Regions from separate parts of the Ctenopharyngodon idella genome. Here region 1 is linked to region 2. Evidence: chromatin contacts called from public Hi-C data. All regions are on one chromosome and are shown on one strand. The core of a region is the stretch at or near the end of the contact, and the rest is flanking DNA. Distances in the headings are between cores, read along the strand shown. Region 1 holds the start of si:ch211-284k5.2. Region 2 holds the start of LOC127507311 (GRAM domain-containing protein 2A).

What was found. Hi-C and Micro-C count contacts between places; a contact is called where the count stands out from the background.
Region 1: a Hi-C map of muscle shows a contact between it and region 2, with 4 times the contacts expected there. The contact joins the promoter of si:ch211-284k5.2 here to the promoter of LOC127507311 in region 2. A contact is called at or near these places in 2 of 2 Hi-C or Micro-C datasets (both in muscle).

Annotation. Positions count from the first base shown.
Region 1 is chr24:4,913,050-4,918,798 of HZGC01, reverse strand. si:ch211-284k5.2 reads right to left here and starts at 2,013. Exons shown (of 5, transcript XM_051884224.1): 1 at 1,871-2,013; 2 at 1,466-1,546; 3 at 158-276. The coding sequence starts at 1,963.
Region 2 is chr24:4,777,761-4,784,462 of HZGC01, reverse strand. LOC127507311 (GRAM domain-containing protein 2A) reads left to right here and starts at 2,237. Exons shown (of 12, transcript XM_051884301.1): 1 at 2,237-2,497.

The sequences.
Region 1 (5,749 bases), core at 764-3,263, 130 kb before region 2:
CAGCCGAGCATTAATGATTCAGCCTGTCAGTTTGAGATCCGGAGATGACATGAGACGCCGCGGGAGATCAGACAACTGAAACCCAGCTTGAATAAACACCTCCTAACCAGGTCACAGTGTTACTATGTTAACCAGCTAAACACCGATGTTTGAGCACCTATACTGTGGGTAATGGTTCCTGTGGTCCACCAGTCCTTTCGAGCGAGTGATCGCAGCCAGTCTGCTGGCCAGGAGGTGGTTGTCTCTCTCTATGATGGACATCCTCTCTTCCTGCAGCTGAAAACAACAGAAACTCATTGTTTACATGCATTTGATGTACTCCAAGTTACTTCAAAGAACATCATGGTAATGCAGTAGTACTTACAAAATCATTTCTGTCAACTAACAGTTATACACTGTATAAAAGTTGTAAATAACAAGAAAATATTTCAGTTTTTCTGCTTTAAAATTGCATGTTTGCACATTCAGTGTGTTACTTGCCATTTCTTTGTAATTATTTTCTTTCTTTCTTTCTTTAGTTGAAAAGAAATGAAGGTTTTTGAGGAAAACATTCCAGGATTTTTCTCCATATAGTGGACTTCACTGGGGTTCAACAGGTTGAAGGTCCAAATGTCAGTTTCAGTGCAGCTTCAAAGAGCTCTACATGATCCCAGACGAGGAATAAGAGTCTTATCTAGAGAAACCATCGGCCATTTTCTAAAAAAAATAAAAATTATATACTTTTTAACCACAAATGCTCATCTTGCACTGCTCTGCGATGCGCCACGCATTACGTAATCACGTTGGAAAGGTCACGCGTGACGTAGGCTGAAGTACCGATCCAGTGTCTACAAAGCGAACGTGCAAAGACTAAGTCAAACGGCCTTTACAAAAAAAGGTAAAACAACGATGTCTGGCGATTTTGAAGTTGGAGAAAATGAGATGGAGTTTTTCGCCCTACCGCGGTACTTCCGCCTACGTCACACGTGACCTTTCCAACATGATTACGTAATGCGCGGCACATCGCAGAGCAGTGCAAGACCAGCATTTGTGGTTAAAAAGTATATAATTTGTATTTTTTTTAGAAAATGTCCGATGGTTTCTCTAGATAAGACTCTTATTCCTCGTCTGGGATCATGTAGAGCTCTTTGAAGCTGCACTGAAACTGACATTTGGACCTTCAACCCATTGAACCCCAGTGAAGTCCACTATATGGAGAAAAATCCTGGAATGTTTTCCTCAAAAACCTTCATTTCTCTTCGACTGAAGAAAGAAAGATATAAACATCTTGGATGACATGGGGGTGAGTAAATTATCAGGAAATTTTAATTCTGAACAGAACTAATCCTTTACGTCCTACACCAAATGTTTTTCAGTGTCCTTGATTATGAATTCGTCTATAAACTAACATATGAATCTGTTGTAATAGTTGCAATAGAATAGATTTGTAAATAAATTCTTGTTTACATATTAATTAATCAGACACCTGGACTTTCTTCAGTTTGTGCTGAATATGCACAGGTGTTTGGATGCCCTTGGTGTCAACCACAGGTTTGGCCTCTCTCACCTTAGAAAGAAATAGAGAGAGAAAATCACCATATAACGTTATATATATATATATGTTTCTGTTTATTTCCTATAATAAACACATTAGCTAATGCATCATTATCCTGGACATGCTAAACTTGACAAAAACACAACAGAATTAATAAACCTTTAATTAAAAATATAAAAACAACTATTTTTAATAAAAAAAATAGTATCTCAGTGATACTAAAATAACTCTGCACCGAAGTACTAAAGTATAAAAGTCGGTCTTAGCGGCCCAAATTATTTTTCGCGCTATATTAAACATGCTAATAAAGCAAATAAACGCATCACACGCTCAAACCTTGCAGCGGTGGTCTTCATATCGTGTCTGGTCCCATCTCTGCTGCAGGAATCTGTTGGTCGCAGGTTTCAGAGGCTGGTAGGACTTGTGCATCACTTGGCTTCTGTTTAACAGATGGGTGTTCGTCGTGTTTCTATTTATAAAACGGGCAGTTCTGGCCCTTGTTGCTGATTGGTCAACAGCAGTGTCATATTAAAAGATCGGTGTATTATCCTTAGCAACCACCCTTAGCAACATAAACATGTGTTTTTGTTGGTAAAACCAACAGACCAGAATGTTTAAAAGTAAATTTTGATCTATAGGGCAGCGTGACAGTCGATGAGTGATTTGAGGAACAATTTGGAGATCCTTCTGAGGAAAAAATGTGTTGGAGCTTTAATTTTGTGGTATAAATAAAGTATTTATAACCGTTAATCGTGTTATTTTTTGTTTTATATTTAACAAACACAATTTAAACGGTTCAATTTATTAATATTTCAGCTAAAGTAATAGTTTATTAATTAGAGAGATATGCGACCCCCCCTGCTTGCGTAATATGTCAATCATTCTTTTAATTGTGAGGCCACGCCCCTCTGGTCGCTCCATCAGATCGCGTTGCGGTTTATGGTCAGGTACTATTTCTTTTTGACATTTAATGATTTTATGTAAAAACAAGTAACACTTTGAGTCATATTTTAGCCTTTAAGTCACTATGAAATCAAAAATGACCATTCTTTAATATTGCAGTTGTTTTTTTATTATTGTTATTTTATTAATATGCCTCGTAATCTTTAATCAAAATGTTTCTTCTCTTCTCTGATACTCTGGACAACCAACCTGTCACTCACATGAGATCAACCAATAGCAAACAACAAGCATCAAATCAATGCCCCATGCACAAAATTAAGCCCCGCCCTACATTTTTTCTTGTTTGAGAAGCCATTGTGGTGGCAAATCAGGTCCTCCCTCGAAATCGTGTCTCTGTTAGGACCCCAAGCGATCTCATTGGCTCAAATTACTTTTAATACTCTCTTTAGCACCTGATTTAAATTCCTACAAAATCATGTTATGATAAATGCTGTTTGAACTACGTTATAATGAACATTAATGTCTGTATTAGCGTATGTACTAGCATAGCCTGATGGCTTAGTTTACACGCATTTGCACTTACCCTACATGTATTCACAATCATCTTTAATGTAATTAATTGTTAAATTAAGTGTCAAATGTCCAAATATTTCAGTTATAAAAAGAATAATGTTCATTTATTCACTTAATAGGCTATTATTATTATTTTTAATTAATTAACAGGTGAAAGAAATTACATTCAATTTGTTTGATTATGCACTATATAGTAAGCTATACATATTTTAAATTAATATTGTTCGTATGTACTCAGTATCATTAACTGATAGTTGATAGAGACCCGATTTTGAGGGAGGACCCGATTTGTCATGATGACACCGTTTCGTTCGGATATACGTCACAATAGAGAAGAAAAATCTACTTCCGCTTCATGTTGACTTAAAAGAATGATAGAATTTAGAGTTCTGTTTCCCCTTTTAGAATCTCTAAAATGTTAGAATTCAGAATGTTCAGAACTCAGGATTTCAGAATGTGTTCTGTTGAATTGAGATGTCACTGGGAATGCTGGTCTGATATTCCCCACAGGCCTGGATCTGTTACCATGGCATCACGGCTCACCTTCCTGCACCAGTATCCCAGCAGAAGAGATCAGGTGTCCATGAAGTGAAGCGTTCACAGCCCACTGACTTCACTGAGCTCAATGAACACTGTGAGGTGGAGCGGAGAGAGTCGAAAGAGGGTCATAAGAGGGAATTCACTGCAGGGAAGACCGGGGCTAGTTGTCACACTTTTTACCCTAGTTTCTATATACACAAAACTGAAAGTACAAAAAACTCATTGAGCACTGCCTAGAAAAAAAATGGTTCATTTAACATACATTGAGCGCTATAGCGGGGCATGTTGTCACATAGACAATTATGAAACACAAGAGAATTCATGTAACAGCAAAAATGAAAAATATAAACAAACATCGTTTTAACTATCAGCATTAAATTACAAAATATAAGGATTAGTAAAATTTGAAAGCAAGCATATGTGTATCTGGATATTTGATTTAAAAGCTCATAAATAGAGATACAGGCCTTGTGACTAATTCATATTTCAAAACAACTTAGTCCTTCTAAAGGGGGAATAGTCACAAAGGGTCAGAAATTAAACATGTGACAACTTGCCCCAGTCTACCAGAATTGTGCCGTGCAGCTTTATTGAGTAATCTGACTTGAAACAGCTGAATAAAACAAGCCAGAGAAAGTCTCTCCTCCTGAATAGGACAAATTGAAATAGAATTGATCTGAAGACCCAGGAAGTACTGACACCCGCTGATCCTCTTTTGACCACCAGGTGGCGCGATTCCCTCATTATTTGATCCTACTGGAAGAATCTTTGTTTTGCAGTCCTGTAAAGTTTGCAGAGACCCAGGGAAAAACACCAGCCTTTCCTGATTACAGTGCTGAATTTCACGGCTTTTCCATGAAAACGTGCGTTTAGCTGCATAATAAACATCTGCTCGACAGACAGCGTGAAAACAGCGTCTAAAGGAAAGAATCTGAGGTATTTCTGCCACGTTGTTTGTTAAAACGGTTGCAGACATTTAAGTCATATTTATTTATATGGCGTTAAATACAATACAGATTGTTTCAAAGCAGCTTCACATTAGGAAAACAAATGTGTTGATGTTGTAAAATTAATTAATTATAAAATGATTAAATGCTAATTCAGCTCTACAGAACACAATATTGTCATTATAATACAGCACATTTCTGTAACATTGTCGACGTTGCAAAGTTAATTTCAGTGTTAGTGTTTGTTCAAACAATAACTCGAGAAAAAAAAAAAAACAATGCTATGGTTTAATTACTCAAGATATGTAGAAGTGAGGAAAGGTCCACATATGGTGACTGTTTTGTGATATAAGCGATATTGTGACAGAAATGTATTAATTTGTTACAGGAGGCTGTGTAAAAAAAATTAAGTTTACTGTAAAACAAATATACTGTGCTAAACATACAAAATATATATTGTGGGTGTTGCTAGGGCATTGCTGGGGTTTGCTTGATAGAGTGTTGTGGGTGGTTGCTAGGGTGTTCACCATGGTTGCTAGGGCATTGCTAGGGTGTTAATGCAAGTTGCTAGGGGACTCTTAAGGTGTTCATGGTGGTTGTGTTCAGGGTGTTGTGGGTGGTTGCTAGAGCGTTGATAGGGTGTTCATATTGGTTGCTATGATGTTGTGGGTGGTTGCTAGGGTTTTTATAGTGGTTGCTAGGGCATTGCTAGGGTTTCATAGTGCTTGATAGGGTGTTCATAGTGGTTGCTAGGGTGTTAATAGTGGTTGCTAGGGCATTGCTAGGGTTTCATAGTGCTTGATAGGCTATTGTGGGTGGTTGGTAGGGCATTCATAGAGGTTGCTAGGACGTTTATAGTGGTTGCTAGGGCATTGCTAGGGTGTTCATTGTGCTTGATAGGGTGTTTATAGTGGTTGCTAGGGCATTACTAGGGTTTCATAGTGCTTGATAGGGTATTGTGGGTAGTTGCTAGGGCGTTCATAGTGGTTGCTATGATGTTTATAGTGGTTGCTAGGGTATTGCTATAGGTGTTTATGCAAGTTGCTAGGGGACTTCATGGTGGCTATGTTCAGGGTGATGTAAGTGGTTGCTAGGGAATTGATAGGGTGTTCATTGTGGTTGCTAGGGCGTTTATAGTGGTTGCTAGGGCATCGCTAGGGTGTTCATTGTGCTTGATAAGGTGTTGTGGGTGGTTGCTAGGGTGTTCACCATGGTTGCTAGGGCAATGCTAGATGTTCATGCAAGTTGCTAG
Region 2 (6,702 bases), core at 988-3,487:
GTGTGAGAGCTTATGAAGCACTCGTGATGTTTTGTCGCTTTATATGCGAGGCACGTGCGCGATTAGAATTCAAGGCGCGCGCTCTCTCGCAGTCCTTGTGAGCGCGTGGTGTGCCAAATACAAACAGCCCACTGTATGAGACCCGCAGGAGCTGATGTGCATCTAAAATACTGTGTTGTTTATATCGCCTTGCAGGAATGTGCATATAAGATTTTAGAAAAGTGTAATGTAGCATGGTACATTTATTTAGGCTACTGTATATGCCATGTACTGAATGATTGCCATATTCTTGTTTGCATTGTGCTTAAAGGGATAGTTCATCCAAAAAGGAAAATTATCCCATGATTTACTCACCCTCAAGCCATCCTATATGACTATCTTCTTACAGACGAACACAATCGGAGAGATATTTAAAAATATCTTAGTCGTCCAAGGTTTATAATGGTTGTGAATGGGGGCCGCGTTTTGGAAAAAAAAAAAAAATGCATATGACTCCAGGGGGTTAATAAAGGCCTTCTAAAGCGAAAATATCCATATTTACAACTTTATAAATTCAAATAACTAGCTTCCGGCAGACAACCGTACACAGAATGTGCAAGTCGACTTGCGCCAAATGAGTAATCCTCTGACGCGGTGCATGTAGGAGTATCATACGTTTATGGTGCATTCACACCAGAAGCATGATGCATTAAGTGCGAGTGATTTACATGTTAAGTCAATGCAAAGACGCGATAGACATCCTGCGGCGCAACTGAGGCAGCGCGAATTGAGCGTTTCGGGCGAATCGCGCAAGTTGAAAAATCTGAACTTTGGTGAATATTCGCGTCGCGTTAACCAATCAGGAGCTTGCTCTAGTAGTGACGTGATTACGATGTAGCGAGCGGAGGCAGAAATCCGAAACAACAATGGAGGACAAAATCATCGCTGTATGTGGATACCCGGAGCTGTACGAGGATACCCGGAGCTGTACGATACATCTTCGTAGTTTTATAGAAACAGGAGTAAAAAGGATCTTGCTTGGAAGAAAGAGAGTGAGGAGGTCGGACAATCTGGTAAGTTGTAAAAAACACTCTTTACACAATTTGAGCTATATATATATATATATATATATAGAGAGAGACTACAAGCTAGCTAAAGCCGGCAAATTGAGCTTATTTGCCGTATTTTACAACTACTTTCCAGCTGACGAGTTGATGTGTTTATTGAGAGGAAGTGTGCAGAAACGAGACTGGAGCTGCCTGGCAGAAGCCCCTCTCATGATGCGAATTCACGTCTGTTGTGAAGTGAATTTCACGCGTGAATGAAGCGAGTAAACTCAATGTTCAAGCGCCCAACTACACGCGAATAGTGCGTTTTATTCACGCAAGTCGCGTCTGGTGTGAACGCCCCATTAGACACCTCTCGCAGTTCAAACAAATACAGCTGGGCAACAAACTCAAGCTCCTCTTCTCTTATATCGAAATCCTCCCACATTTCTCTTTAATTATCGTTTTAGACGTAAAATCCACGACCGGTGATATGTTTTGCTCTATCCTCTGCGCCTCCGCGTTCGTCATTACGTTGTGCATCAGGTCAAAGGACATTCTTCCGCCGCAAATCGACTTGTGCATTCTCCGTATGGTCTTCCGCTGGAAGCTAGTTATTTGAAGTTATAAAGTTTTAAATATGGATATTTTTCTTACAAAAATGCATCACTTCGCTTCAGAAGACCTTTATTAACCCCCTGGAGTCATATGTATTACTTTTTTTTATGGATGGATGCATTATTTTTGACTTCGAAACGCGGCCCCCCATTCACTGCCATTATAAACCTCGGAGGACTAAGGAAATTTTTAAATATATCTCCAATTGTGTTAATCTGAAAGAAGATAGGCATATACACCTGGCTTGAGGGTGAGTAAATCATGGGATAATTTTCGTTTTTTTGGTGAACTATCCCTTTAAAATAATACCATTAAAGTTCTAGTTAGTTTTGCTGATATGCATATTAAGTGTATGACGCTTATGAAGATGGGAGGACCGTTATTGCTCATGAAAACAGATAGAGCTTATAAAGAAATCCATAAAACTATAAAAGGAAACTAAGATAAAGAAATGTGTGTCAGCTAGCCCCAGTCCCATCACCTTCTTCTAATTAAACTGCCTGTAACATCATTTACAGAGCAAGCGCTATTACACAAGGGCTCGCAGGTACATCCGTCCACGTGCTTGAAGAACGACTGCAGCAGCAGCAACGCAAGGGGGCGGAGCCGACTGGATAAGCCACGCCCCGTTTGCGACTGCACGGCTGAGCAACAAGTCGCAACCGGTCTGCAGAATTTCCCGTTGCACGGTTATGATCGGCGCTCGTGCCCTTGAAGAGCGACATACTCTCGGGTTTTTATGATCATGTGATGTTTATATTCGATAATCATACGTGAATGTACACGCGGACCCCGATGGAGAAACACATCTGCTGTGTTTGCAGTGAAATGACGGACTGGAGTTCTGTTTGAAGGTAAGAGACCCACACATCATGTCCGCTTCCATATATTGTTACTCGGTACAGTATTACTGGATACATTATGAGATTTTAGACTCGGATTTTTGAATGTTTAGGATTTAAAATAGGTGAATGAACGTCACTCTCCGGTTTTTAGTAGCGAAACTCTTTGCCACGTTTGCAGTGTTTTCATCCCAAAACCAACACAGTTCACTCCTTCTGCGCACGAGCACACTTTATAGTGACACCGGCATTCATTATTAAATCATTAAAAACATTATTTAATGCTTAGCATGCGATAATTTCGTAAACTAATATTATATGAATCCAAATTTTAGGACATTGTAAGAATTGCTAATGTTATACGCGCGAATTATTAAATCAGAAAGACACGAAATTCTTAATGTTTCTTGTTTACTTCAAAACTAAACTAAAAATACATTTCCCAGTCTTATATATATATATCTATAAAATATAAAAAATCTATATATTTTTTATATAAAAAATATAAAAAATCTTATATATATATATATATATATATATATTTACAAAATTATGTATTTTGAATGAAAAAACCTTACAAAAAGTACTGTTCCAGTACTATGGTACTAAAATCTATGTATTATAGTATTTACATTGCAGAATACCATGGTACTTTTTGATATATATATATTTATTTATCTTATTTTTATTTTTTTATTTTTTTTGTAAGTGTACACATCTGTCCACTGCCATAAAAGACAAAACATTACAACTTTTTTTCCCTATGTTGAATGCTGCGCACTAAAAAATGCTGGGTTAAAAACATCCCAAGTTGGGTTAAATATGGACAAACCTAGTGAATAGGTTGTTTTAACCCAGCGTTTGGGTTAAATGTTTGCCCAACCTGCTGGGCAGTTTTATTTAACCTAACTATTATTACTATAAATAACTATATGTCTGACTTAAAATGAACCCAAAATAGGTTGGAAAGTAAAAATCAGACACAATTACTAGAGGCTACAGTAATAATCAAAAGGTGAACATTTATTAATATGTTTATTATTTGATTATTATTTATTAAACGTATTAAAAAATGTTCATTTCCAACCTATTTTGGTTTCGTTTTAAGCAAGCAATACAGTAATTTTGTAAACAATAGTTGAGTTAAAACTATTAACATTTAACCCAACCGCTGGGTTTGTCCATTTTTAACCCAACTTCGGTTATTTTTAACCCAGCATTTTTTAGAGTGTGTCAGAAAATAAATAAATAAAGATTAAGATTGCAGTCAAATGCAATTATGACAATGTAATAATAAGAATGGTTTTAAAGATCTGTCCACTGTAGATGTCATCCATCAAAGGGTTAATTTTATGCATTATGAAATATCAGACTAGCTTGTTTTTATTTTTATAGATATTTAGTTGTGAAGGACACTTAAGGCTAGTTGTGTTTTCTTTCATTGTGGTGTTACCTATATGTTTACATGGAGAAAATTCTGCAACAGACCCAATAGAAATAAAAAACTGGTGTTTTATTGAGTTAAATACATTCAGTTTTGTGTTTGAAAGAGTTAATGGTCAGCCGCTGACTTGGGAAGAGAGGAGGAAAGTAGTTTAATGCGCCGCAGCTCTTCTGTGTTCAAGTCTTTGAGCTTTTTAGCTCTCTGCGGTCATCTATAGTCGTCCTTTAACTGTATTAAATAACCTCTTATGTTATCTATACCATTAAAAATAGACCAAACCCTTTGCATTGGCTGTAATGGTGTTTGTTTTGGCACAAGTTACACAACCTTGAACAGAAAAAGCAGACTGTTCATTTTTCCTGTGACGTTGGTTTCCAGTGGCACTAAGTGCTGTTGACATTCGTTGACCTCTGATGCTTATAGCGAGAGCTTAAACATGTAAACACACACCGCTTTGTGTATTACGGCTATAATTAGCATCTATTAAAATCTGATATTATTGTATTAGACAAAAGATGAATGGTGCTCAGAATATGAACCTGGTGTGTGGTAATGTGTGTGCTCTGTACACACCGCGTTTGAAGTGAAACACTCATTATGATGTTGCAGTGAATGTGAATTATGTGGTTTTGCGGACAGTTCAGCTTCTGTTTATGCTGCAAGTCAATTGGTAAGACTTGACTCCAATTGCAAAAGCAAAAGTCATGTGTTTGTGTTGAGAAACACATTTACTTAAATACATGCTTAATGCATCAGAGCATGTGTGGCAACAGCTAGTTTGTCAGAGTATATTAATTTCAACAGATAACCATAAAAGAGCCAGATATGAATGTCTAAACCTCTCAGAATCAACCAATGTTTTAACTGACGACGTAACTGACTGCGTTTCAGGCATATCATGCTTGTAAGAATGCATGCGTAAGGTCGGTTAAAAACATAGGCAGTGCATTGGAATGAAAAAACAAGGTCTAGAGAAAATTGAACTTATTTTAACTTGAGCACCACGTTTTTAAAATACCGTGTCATGCATGAGATGCTGCAAAACATGCGAGCGCAACAGTCAAACACGTCAATCTAGTGCATGCTTACACAGGCCTTGTCCACACTAATACATTTTCATTTGAAAACGCATCTTTTTCTCTCCGTTTTAGCCGTTCTTTTACACAACAACGCCATTTCGGTGGCCTGAAAATTCACGTTTTTGAAAACGATACTGTTATCGTCTCTGCGTAAACTACAAAAATGCGATTTTGTGAAAACGGTGACGTCAGGCACATGAGTATTACGTGTTCAGTCTATAGCCATGTAGTGTTTCTTTACAAAGTGATAGGCATGTGACGGTGTCAAATTGTCATGTTGCTATAATTGCTGAAGCTTTTATCACGGTATACGGTATTATCACGAGTTGCAAAAAAAGTTTGTCATACTATAACAGGTTTAATAACTTTTTTCTTGTAACAAAAAGAACTCTGAATATATAAATACAGTAAAGCAATACATAAAAATTGTATAAATTAAATGTTTCAAACAGATTAAAGTGCAAAGAACAATATTTATCACTTAACAATAAGGTCTCATTAGTTAACATTAGTTAAATGCATTAACTAACATTAACAATCAGCAATAGCTACATTTGTTACAGAAGTTATTATTCTTTGTTAAAGTTAGTTAAAAATACAACTGTTAGTTCATGTTAACTCAGGTCCATTAAATAATACAGTTACAACTTTTGATTTTGATAAAGTGTTATTAAATGTTGAAATTAAGATTAACAAATGCTTTAGAAGTATTTTTCTTTGTCAGTTTATGTTAACTAATTAATTAACTAATGTCAAATAATGGAGCCTTAATGGAGAATGTTGTAGTCCAGATTAAAGTATAAAAATGTTGAAAATAAATGTTTAAGTATTTGGTACTGTGATGAACACGATAGCGAATACAAAAATCTGAATGGCTGTTTAAAACATTTAAATACTGTAGCACAGCTGCTTTGTTTACGGGGATACCGGGGTAACCGCTGCATTGTTGCTGTTCCATCAGTGCCATCTGCTGCCAGAGATTTTCATTCGGCGCGTCTCCTTCACTCGTTCCGCCGTGCTGCTCGTGCACGTTGGGCTTGTTTACATCAGTTTGCGTGACTCTTCGACAGCTTACAGCAGTGTTGTGCATTTTAAACGGTTGATGGCTAAAGTATTCTTAAAATGCATTCTAAAAATCTGAATAATTCGTATAATTCGTATTTTGAAGAGCCTACGATAACAATATCGCGCAAATTCATTATCGTGATATAGCGTATTACCGACACATGTCTAGTGACGCATATTAGACCCATAGATATGGCATTGTTGTGCCTGCTTTTTACTTTCATAGTGTTGCTACCGTATCCCTGCAAAGATGACAGAAAATTTACTCGCAATTGTTGTCCTGTGGCAAAACATGATGACAGTTGCGTTTTAGACCATACGATTTTGAGTGCAACACTGAGTGTTGGGATATTTTGCTAATGAAATGATCATGCCAGAAGAAAAGAACTTTATTATGTCTGCTCTCTCGGTATCATCTCGTGAGCTTTTAGTACGTTTTACGCATGTGCAGTAATGTGATTTAAGCACTTTCAGATGTTTCAGTTTGGATGAGCAACTTTTGGAAAGATGCTTAAACGCTTTCTTGCATCTGTCACTCTTCTTCAGACATGAATATTTGCATCTTCTGCCAGACGTCTCTGTTTTGGCTTCTCTTCCTCTTAAGGCGCCGTAGGTCATATATGCGAGCT